Regions from separate parts of the Triticum aestivum genome. Here region 1 is linked to region 2. The links are chromatin contacts, called in public Hi-C maps. All regions are on one chromosome and are shown on one strand. The core of a region is the stretch at or near the end of the contact, and the rest is flanking DNA. Distances in the headings are between cores, read along the strand shown. Region 1 holds the start of LOC123052359 (remorin 4.1). Region 2 has its middle 10 kb from the start of LOC123056258.

What was found. Hi-C and Micro-C count contacts between places; a contact is called where the count stands out from the background.
Region 1: a Hi-C map of leaf shows a contact between it and region 2, with 6 times the contacts expected there. The contact joins the promoter of LOC123052359 here to the enhancer-like site in region 2. A contact is called at or near these places in 2 of 5 Hi-C or Micro-C datasets (both in leaf).

Annotation. Positions count from the first base shown.
Region 1 is chr2D:162,959,163-162,963,881 of IWGSC CS RefSeq v2.1, reverse strand. LOC123052359 (remorin 4.1) reads right to left here and starts at 2,552. Exons shown (of 2, transcript XM_044475497.1): 1 at 1,618-2,552; 2 at 962-1,513. The coding sequence starts at 2,355. The coding sequence ends at 1,322.
Region 2 is chr2D:162,068,534-162,073,270 of IWGSC CS RefSeq v2.1, reverse strand. It overlaps the pseudogene LOC123052355. Among protein-coding and RNA genes, the nearest start is that of LOC123056258, 10 kb to the right of the region's middle. Within about 2 kb of position 2,895, at least 8 of the 8 cell types and tissues checked have an H3K27ac peak or open chromatin away from gene starts, as enhancers often do. A contact at or near this core is called in leaf, where this site is marked.

The DNA of each region.
Region 1 (4,719 bases), core at 1,303-3,802, 890 kb before region 2:
CGCCTGGTCGTTTTGTGTCCATGATGATGGTATATGGAATGCAACAGCAAAAAAAATGCATACCTGTGCTGCATTCACATGCACAGGCACGCTGTTACCATCAACTACTATTTCCAGTCAACAGAAATCTTAACAATTCTTTGATTCGCAGAGATTCTGTTCTTTCTTATCGAACTGAAATTTCTGTGGAATTCGTATAAAACGTACTATGTGAAAGTGGCGAGTGTCATTATTCTACGCCCCCATGCTGAGAATCCAAAGTTGCCAAGCTCAGATACTTCTGAATTCAGTACACAAGAATGGTCCACTCCCACGCCAATATGAAGAGCACAGGTCACTGTCAATCGAGGATACGTAATTCATGTTAGTTGAGCTTGGTTGTGCTAATTTGGAACATTATCGAACTACGCGAGACCAACACATAAAAATAATTTCCGTTTTGCAATGAATACGCTCAGATATGTGTTATGTGTGCTGCATGACTGCCGTTTCTCCCCCAGACTCTCACCTCATTTTTTTTCTCGAATACGGACTCTCAGCTCGTTTACGTGACAATTGAGTGAGCAGGACTAGCTCGCGACTGTAATCCTCGTTCTGCCGGTGAACTGAAAGACAGGGCACGTTCTGCTGTTCATAGTGAAGCCGGCAGGTCGCATGCCATCATCAAGACAGAAAACTCAGTTTAGTACTTCAGTTCCAAATTACTGATCGTTTGACTACTCTTCACCAGATCTTCAGAAGTCAAAACAAAAGCAACTCTTCATCAGTACACTGGGCCTCCAAGATTTTTTATGTCAAAGTGTTGTTAGTTGAGCATTGAAGACACAATAAAAGAAGCCGGACAAGGTGTTGGTGAGACAATAAAAGAAGCCGGACAGAGAAAGAACTATTTAGCTGAAAATAAGTGACACGGGTGAATATTGGAAATCAAGAAACTGGTGATTCAGAAGGCTTGCAAATGTGCATAGAACAGTAATTTACTGCATATCTTGTTCATATTGACACACACACAATATCCTCGACCGGAAACAAAAACAAAAACAAAAACAAAATACAGGCAGCTCTTGCACTTGGACTCAGCAGGCAGAGCACACCCTTCCATTCTTATGCTATGTACTACTCCATATCAAACACGAGAAATGCAGAAGAAAGAAAGACACACCATACATGTGGATACAACACTAAAACGAGAGTTCCACACAGCGAAGCAGCGAGCACAGGAGGTTCCTATGAAGCGAAGCGGTGAACGATCAGGCGACGGCGAGTAAAAAGCGAAATAATGGCGGGAAGTTGATCAAGGAGGAGGAGCAAGCAGGGCAGCTCAGAAGAAGGAGCGCTTGGTGGGCGCCCTGCCGACGGCCCGCATGAAGTTGGCGAGCTCCAGCACGCGCGCCACCTTGGTGCCCCTCTTGGCCTCCGCCGACGCACGCTTGTCCTCCGCCTTCCGCCGGGCCCTGGCCACCTCGTTCTGCGCCTTCTCCATCGCCTTGGCCCGCTTCTCCTCCAGCTTCCTCTGCACGCACGGGAGTTTCACATTCACGCGATCAGAATTCGTTCAGAGCGAGCATGGTGTGGTGTGGATTGATCATTGATGGAGAAGATTGGGGCTGTGTGTACCTCGTACTTGTTGAGCCATGCGCTGGCCTTCTCGACCTGGTCGCCCTCCCACCCGTTGATGACGACCTCCTCGCGCTTGAAGCGGTTGTTGACCTTGGCGACCTCCGCGATCTGCCACGCCGCGATCTTGGTCTCCACCTCGTCCTTCTTCACCTGCCCCACCGACACCTCGTCGCCCTGTCCATGTCCGGCACCGGGCGCCGCCACCTCCACCGGGCGCGGCGACAGCCCCCGGCGCGGCGACGGGATGGGGTTGCTGTCCGGCACGATGGCGAGCGGGTTCGTCTCCTCCAGCTCCTCCTCGCCGATCCTCCCCAGCGCGTCCTCGTTCGCCACGCGGTCCACGCTCTCCCTGTGGCCCGCCGCGGCGGAGGACGAGGCGTTAGCGCTGGCTGCTGCGGCGACCATGGCCGAGAACTCCCTGCTCATAGTAGGGAAGAGCTCGCTGGGGGCGGTGTCGCTCCCGACGGAGCGAATCGACGTGTGTCTGCTCCCCCCTGCCCCCGCCGCAGACCCCCAAGAGTCCCTGCTGCCCGGCCGGCTCCGGCGGTACAGGCTCAGCGCGCGGGGCGGGCTCAGCGCGTGGATGTCCCTGAACTCTGGCTCCTCCCCCTCTTCCACCTCGACCGGCCGCCGCTGGTGCTGCTGCTCCCCGCTCCCGCTCCCCTGCTCGACGCCGCGGCTGATGACGATGATGCTGCTGCTGCTGCCACTAACCGCCGTTTGTCCACTCAACATGTGGCACCTCACCTCCGGCCTACCTGATCGTACCAACCTCCGCCGCTAATGCGCTAAGCCACTACTGGCCCACAAGAAACCATCTGCGATTAATTTGAGTTGAGTTGGAGCTCAGCTGAAGCTGGGGACGCGATCGAGCTGCGCGGTGCGGGTGTGGTCTGTGGTGCGGTGGTGAGTAGGATGGTGGCGCAAGGAGCCTTCTTAAATAGAGGCCAGGTTGTGGCAGCGGAGGCGCCCACCAATGGAGGGCGGGGGGTTAGAGAGTGAGAGGAGCCGCACTGGGAAAGAAATCGGGATATTTTCCTATTTCTGCTTCAATTCCCGCTCCTTTTGGTGCTGCTTCCTCGCGCTTTCTTATTCCGGAGATTATGTTTGTTTTCTGGGAGCGCAAGGGTCGCGTGGGCAAAGTGCGCTGACTCACACTATCATATTGCCGTTCCACCATGCATCATCGTAATACCAGATGATATTTTTTTTTGCCATCTCTTTGCACTCTGCAGGTTTTCATCATATACTAGTACTCGCAAAGAAAAAAAAACGTACCATGAACATTTTTTTAACACAGTATAGACGCAAGCGCTTATATACACGCGCATACACTCACTCCTATAAACGCACACACGCACACCCTATCTCTATGAGTACCTCCGAAAGACTGAGCCGGCATATCATCTTGAAATTTACGAAGTCATTGTACGCACCTTGTCGTCGACGGGAACGTCTCCTCCCACTGAATGCGCATCGCCGAAAATCCTGAAATAAATTCATGAATAAATGCGAGCACCAGGACTTGAACCCTGGTGCATGAACATTTATAACGTAATCAGCGGCAAGAACCGGGTAATAATTGCCAAACCATCGAGCTAGTGATCGATGCTAAGGGCATCTCTAACACTGACCCGCAAATTTGCTCCGACATGCGTTTACGGACAAGAGGATCAGTCCGCAGACACTGATACGGGGGCCGGTCATCCAATGCTATCATGTATATGTCCGTCAGTAAAGGGCTATTTGAAATTCAAATAAAAGTCTGGTCCATGGCGCGCCGGATGACATGCTCGATCACAACCAAAAAAAGGTAGTATGCTTAAGTTTTTTACATGCCCGATCTTGATCAGAAGAGAATTTTAGTCCGTGCAGAAAATTGAGATTTTCTGCCCTTCTCGACCGGCAATCCGAGCCTCCTCCACACTCAAGGTGTCGCCGCCGCCGCGTATGCAGCCTCCATCTCCTTCTTCGCCTCCTCCTCCTCCTTGTCCACCGCCTCCAACACATCTTTCTGGCGGTGCAACATCTTGTAGCGGATGGTTTGCACGATCATTCTTGCGTCAACATCTAAAGACTCCACCTTCAAGGACAACATCTTGGCGTCCTCTGAATCGGCTGCGATCTTCACCTTCTTTTCTTCGAGCCCCGCCTTCTTCTCCTCGAGCATGACCTTCTTCTCTTCAGTCAAGGCCCTCTTCTTTTTTAGCACTAGCTTCCTCTTGATCGCCTCCATCCATAGTTTGAACCTCTCCATCTTTTTTTTCTCCTTGATGTTCGAGCGCTTGACGAATGCCTCCTCCTTCTTGGACAAGATGTCCTTGAACCTCTCTGTCATCTTGACCATCGCACCTTCTCGCTTCGCCCTCTCCTTCTCCCAGTTCTTTCTCTGAAACCCTCTTCTAATCTTCTTGGGTGGTTCTTTCATTGGGTCGGTTGGGTCACCGGTTTCTTCCTCGGTGGCTTGGGAGCTAGTCTTGGCTATGAATAGGTTCCACTTCGGTTGCCCATTCAACTTCAACCAACAATGCATGACGGTGAATTTTTTCTTCTTCAATTTCTTGAACACCGTACAAGCACGACAAGGTTACAAAAAAGCCAATGATCAACAAAACTATGCATATCCGGCTTCATAACAGGGCACATCTGGCCAATGATCAACAAAACTCGGCATATCCGGCTAGTGATCAACAAAGGTCTGCATATCCGGCTAGTGATCAACCAACAAAACTATGCATACCCGACTACAAAACTGGGCACATCCATCCAACGATCAACAAACTATGCATATCCGGCTAGTGATCAACAAAACTATGCATATCCGGCTAGTGATCAACAAAACTATGCATATACGGCGCCTAAGCTGTTCATATCCGGTGAATGATCAACAAAAGCATATCCGGCTACAAAATGATCAACACAACTATGCATTTCCAACAAGTGATAACTTACTTGCTCGGTGATTTGGGCACCACAATAAACCACCGTGTGATGAGATGCGCCAAGTGGCCACAATACATCGACACGGCCTATTGGATGGTGTACCATCGGTGGTTGAGGGACTTTGGTTCACGGTTGCGGATCACCGCGTCAGAGTAG
Region 2 (4,737 bases), core at 1,646-4,145:
CCCACCAAACTCGTTCGGGATGGGAGTCTTGCAGACCAAACGGGCGTGAGTTATCATGGTCCTAAATCAATTATGTTTACCTGTCAAAAACCTTTTGCTTTTCGCAGATGACAGCCTGCTGCTTTTTAAGTCAGGAAATGAGGGGGCAGTAGCGGCATTAAACCTACTGGAAACGTACTGTTTGGCATGGGGACAGAGGATAAATCATGACAAGTCATCGATCTTTTTCAGCAGAGGATGCCCGCAAGCGGTAAGAGATGATATGAAGAATGTTCTAAATGTGCGTAACGAATCCCTCAGTGACAGGTATCTGCGAATGCCAACAGAGGCTGGACACTCGAAGAACGGGACCTTCAAATATTTGAGGGATCGAGTTTGGGAAAAGGTGAGAGGTTGGATGGAAAAACTCTTATCTTGTGCAGGGAAAGAGGTACTGATCAAGGTAGTTGCCCAAGCAATACCAGTATACTCGACGGCATGCTTTCGTCTTCCTCCAGGACTGTGTGAAAGTGTTACTTCGCTAATCAGACAATTCTGGTGGGGAAGCAAACAAGGAAAATGGAAGCCCAGTTGGATGGCATGGGATGTGATGACCTTACCAAAGCACCTCAGAGGCCTTGGCTTTCGGGATATGGAGATCTTTAATTTGGCCCTCCTAGCTCGGCAGTCCTGGCGCATGTTGCAAAACCCCCTGTCTCTGAGCGCGAGGATCTTGAAAGCAGCCTATCATCCAAACACAGATTTTTTTGGTGCAACTTTGGGATCACACCCCTCACAGATATGGCGAGCTATCTTAGACGGCCGAGACATCATGGTGCAGGGGCTGGTGCGCGGAATCGGAGACGGTGAAACAACAAAAATATGGGAGGATAACTCGATGCCGAGACCAAGTATGAAAAGGCCGATCGCCTCTCTAGTCCCTGATCCACCGACGAGAGTGGCCGAGTTGATAGACCATACTTCATCATCCTGGAACGAGAACTTGGTCCGGTCGGTGTTCATACCGATAGATGCTGCAGTCATATTACAAATACCTCTTTGCACACGACAAACGGATGATTTTTGGGCCTGGTCCGAGGAACGTAAGGGCAACTTTTCTGTGCGATCAGCGTATCGGATGCTTCAGCAAACAAAGCTTAGTAGGGAGGCATGGTTGTATGAACAGGGGGCCTCTTCCGACTCCCTGGGTATAGACCAAGGTTGGTCCGAGCTGTGGCGGATCAGAGTTCCTTCAAAGCTGAAAATTTTCTTATGGAGGCTCGCCAAACACACTATCCCCACAGCCGCACTCCTTCATCACTGGAACATGTCAACTTCCAGAGCTTGCTGTCTTTGCGGGGCTGACGACACTTGGCGCCATGCTCTAGTGGACTGCTCGGTTTCAAGGAGCACTTGGGCACTTTCGTCAGAAGCTGTCCTCGACAAACTGAGCACATGCAGAGAGGAAAATGCAAAGAGATGGCTGTTTGGTATGCACGAAGCTTTGAACCAAGAGGATTTCCTTGTTTTTGTTGTCACCTTATGGGCGCTGTGGAGTGCATGCAGAAAGGCCATGTATGAGGACATCTTCCAAACACCCTTCGCCATCAACGGCTTTGTCAAATCCTACATTGGAGAGCTAAAAGCACTCCAGGAGCCAGGTGCAGTCGGAAACAGGGCGCTACAACGGGGTCCAAATCACTGGATCGCACCGCCTGTGGGGCTGGTAAAAATCAATGTAGATGCCGCGGTTGGACGATCGCATGGTGCAGTTGGAGCAATATGTAGAAACCGAGATGGAGTTTTCTTAGGAGCTTCGGCGGTGGTGTTTTCCAATCTATCAGACCCAGGCACCCTTGAGACACTCGCTCTCAGGGAGGCACTGGCGTTAGCAGATGATCTCTACGTCAGGAGGATTCATGTTGCTTCGGATTGCAAGGTGGCCGTCGACGATATCCAACAGCAATACAAAGGGAGCTACGGTGCAATTGTGCATGAAATCATACAACATGAGAGTGCTTTTTAATACTTGTAATATCGTTCATGAATTTAAGAGCTCGAATATCGAGGCTCACAAACTTGCAAAGTATGCTTTATCTCTTGGAGTTGGCCGCCATGCTTGGTTAGGCCAGCCCAACGATCTTGATTTCGTCCCTGTAAACATTGTGACGACCTAATAAAGCTTTGCAGTTTGTCTAAAAAAAACCTGTCAAAAACCTGGTACATAGAAACCTTGTCGTGAACCCTAAAAAAAAACCTTGTCGTGTCGTACGTCACACAATAGTTACAATTTGAGTATGTACGCGTATTTTTGTTTTCTATTTTGCGAAGAGCATGTACACGTCACACACTGCTTACTACTTCCCCCGTCCCAAAATGTACCGTCAAAAAAGTCTTACATTTTGGGACGGAGGGAGTAGCAACCAGGCATTTTACGAGGCGTTAGCAAGTATAGCTTTCTTAGAAGAAAGGCCAGCGAGTGTACGTATTAACTGTGCATGCGAGTATTTTTCTTCTTTTTGATTTTTTAGGGCATTTTTTCTTTTCGATGATGATATCTTATGGAGTATGTGCGACGGACTGACGGGAAGGGGCAGAATGATAGAAGCCCACGAGGCTCTCTGTTAACTTTGGGCCGACTTCAGGTCCTCTGGTGCGCCAACAGACACGGGCGTGAGTTATCAGGCTGCCTAAAGTCCCACCTCGCGCAGCGAGCCAACAAACAATCGGCTTATAAGCAAGAGGTAATAGCACCCCAGGTCTATGTACTTGCACAATATGTGATGGTTTAGTCCTTGTAGTTGCAAAAATGAATTATTTCATTCTGAACTTGTCATGGAGGTGCAAGTTTAGTCCTAGGCTAATCACAGCCCGGCAAGTAGATGCCAAGTGGACTAGCAGGTCAGCGCGCAGCATTTTGCAGTTAGGCCCCTGCCTTCTTTCCTTATCAACCCGCAGTGCACCACCAAGTGGCACCTGTGTTGGTATATTCTTTGGAATATTCTTTCGAAACCTGTCGGCAGCTCACCCCTCCACTCACCTCTCTGGTCCCTCGCCTCCCTTCCCCTGCTCCAGCTCGCCGCCGCCGTCCAGCTCGCCGCCATGGTATCTTGGAGTGAAGGATACAGCTCGTCGTCCGACGACTCCCCGGGCCACATCGACTTCTGCTCCGAGGTCTCCTCCGCCGCGCGCCTCTCCGACTCGGCGCTCATCCTCGTCGACGCCGTCGAGAGCGTCCACATCCAGACCCACGCCGCGTTGCGCCAGGCCTTCCTCGAGCGCCTCCGCCCCTGCCTCGTCCTCAACAAGCTCGACCGCCTCATCACCGAGCTCCACCTCACCCACGCCGAGGCCGATACGCGCCTGCACCGCATCCTCGCCGACGTCAACTCCATCTACTCCGCGCTGCGCTCGCACTCCTACTTCTCCGTCCTCGCGTCCCTCGAGGACCAACCATCCTCCAGCTCGTCAGCCTCACAGGACGATCCCCCGGAAGATGCTGACGACGATGAGGAGGACGCCTTCCAGCCCCAAAAGGGCAATGTCGTCTTCGCCTGCGCCCTCGATGGCTGGGGCTTCCGCATCCACCACTTCGTAGAGTTGTATGCCACCAAGCTTGGCGCCAGCGCCTCTGCTTTGCTGAGAGGATGTTGAATCAAGTGATGGTGTGATAACCATGGAAGATGGAAGGCAAGGTATTCTTGTGCGTGGTAGAGCAGATTTTTTTTTGAGAGATTGGGGTTTGTGAGTGGATCTGATGCTGAAGCTAACCATATTCCTGACAGCAGTAAATCATCAGCAGATACTCCTGAATCGTTACATCTAGAATCTGTGGCACTATGGAACAGCATTCTTTCAGGATTTCAGTTTACCACGAACACAGGGCCTTTATGTGACGAACCAATGTGGGATCTGGCATTTATCATTGAGCCTTACATATTTGCTGGCAACTCTGATGCTGCCCATCAATCTGATCAATACAACATCTTCAGTGGCCAAGTAATAACCGCAGTTAAAGAAGCATGCCGAGCAGCCGTTCTTCAGAACAACCCAAGGCTTGTCGAAGGCATGTATTTCTGTGAATTGACCACCCCGACTCAGCAACTAGGTTCAACATATGCAGTTCTTGGCAGGAGACGAGCGAAGATTTTAAAAGAAGAAATGCAAGAAGGGACTTCAGTATTTAGAGTGCATGCTTACTTGCATGTTGCCGAGAGCATTGGATTTTCTAGTCAGCTCAGGACATTAACATCAGGTGCAGCCAGCGCGCTGCTTGTTTTTAGCCATTGGGATGCTATTCAGGAGGACCCTTTTTTTATCCCAAAGTCACAGGAGGAGATTGAAGAATTTGGAGATGGGGCAAGCATTGGGCCAAACTTGGCCAAGAAACTTATGAATTCTGTGAGGCGGAGGAAAGGATTGCACGTTGAAGAGAAAGTTGTGGAGCATGGCACGAAACAGCGAACTCTCTCTAGGAAAACATAGCTGTACTTTTTTGTTAGGTAGGGAAACTGTATCATTGTCCCCGGTTTGTGCTGGTAAACTGCAATACAAGACTATCAAATATGGAATCTATGTGACCATATGGCTTTGATTGTTTTTCATATATATTACTGGTATGTTTTGCTTGAGAAATTATTACTGGATTTTTGTGTCAGATGTGATATATTAGAGAATGGTTAGCTGCGGATTACTCATATTCCTATCATGTTGAGTACCCTATTTTTGTTTGGGAACGTAGTAATTTCAAAAAAATTC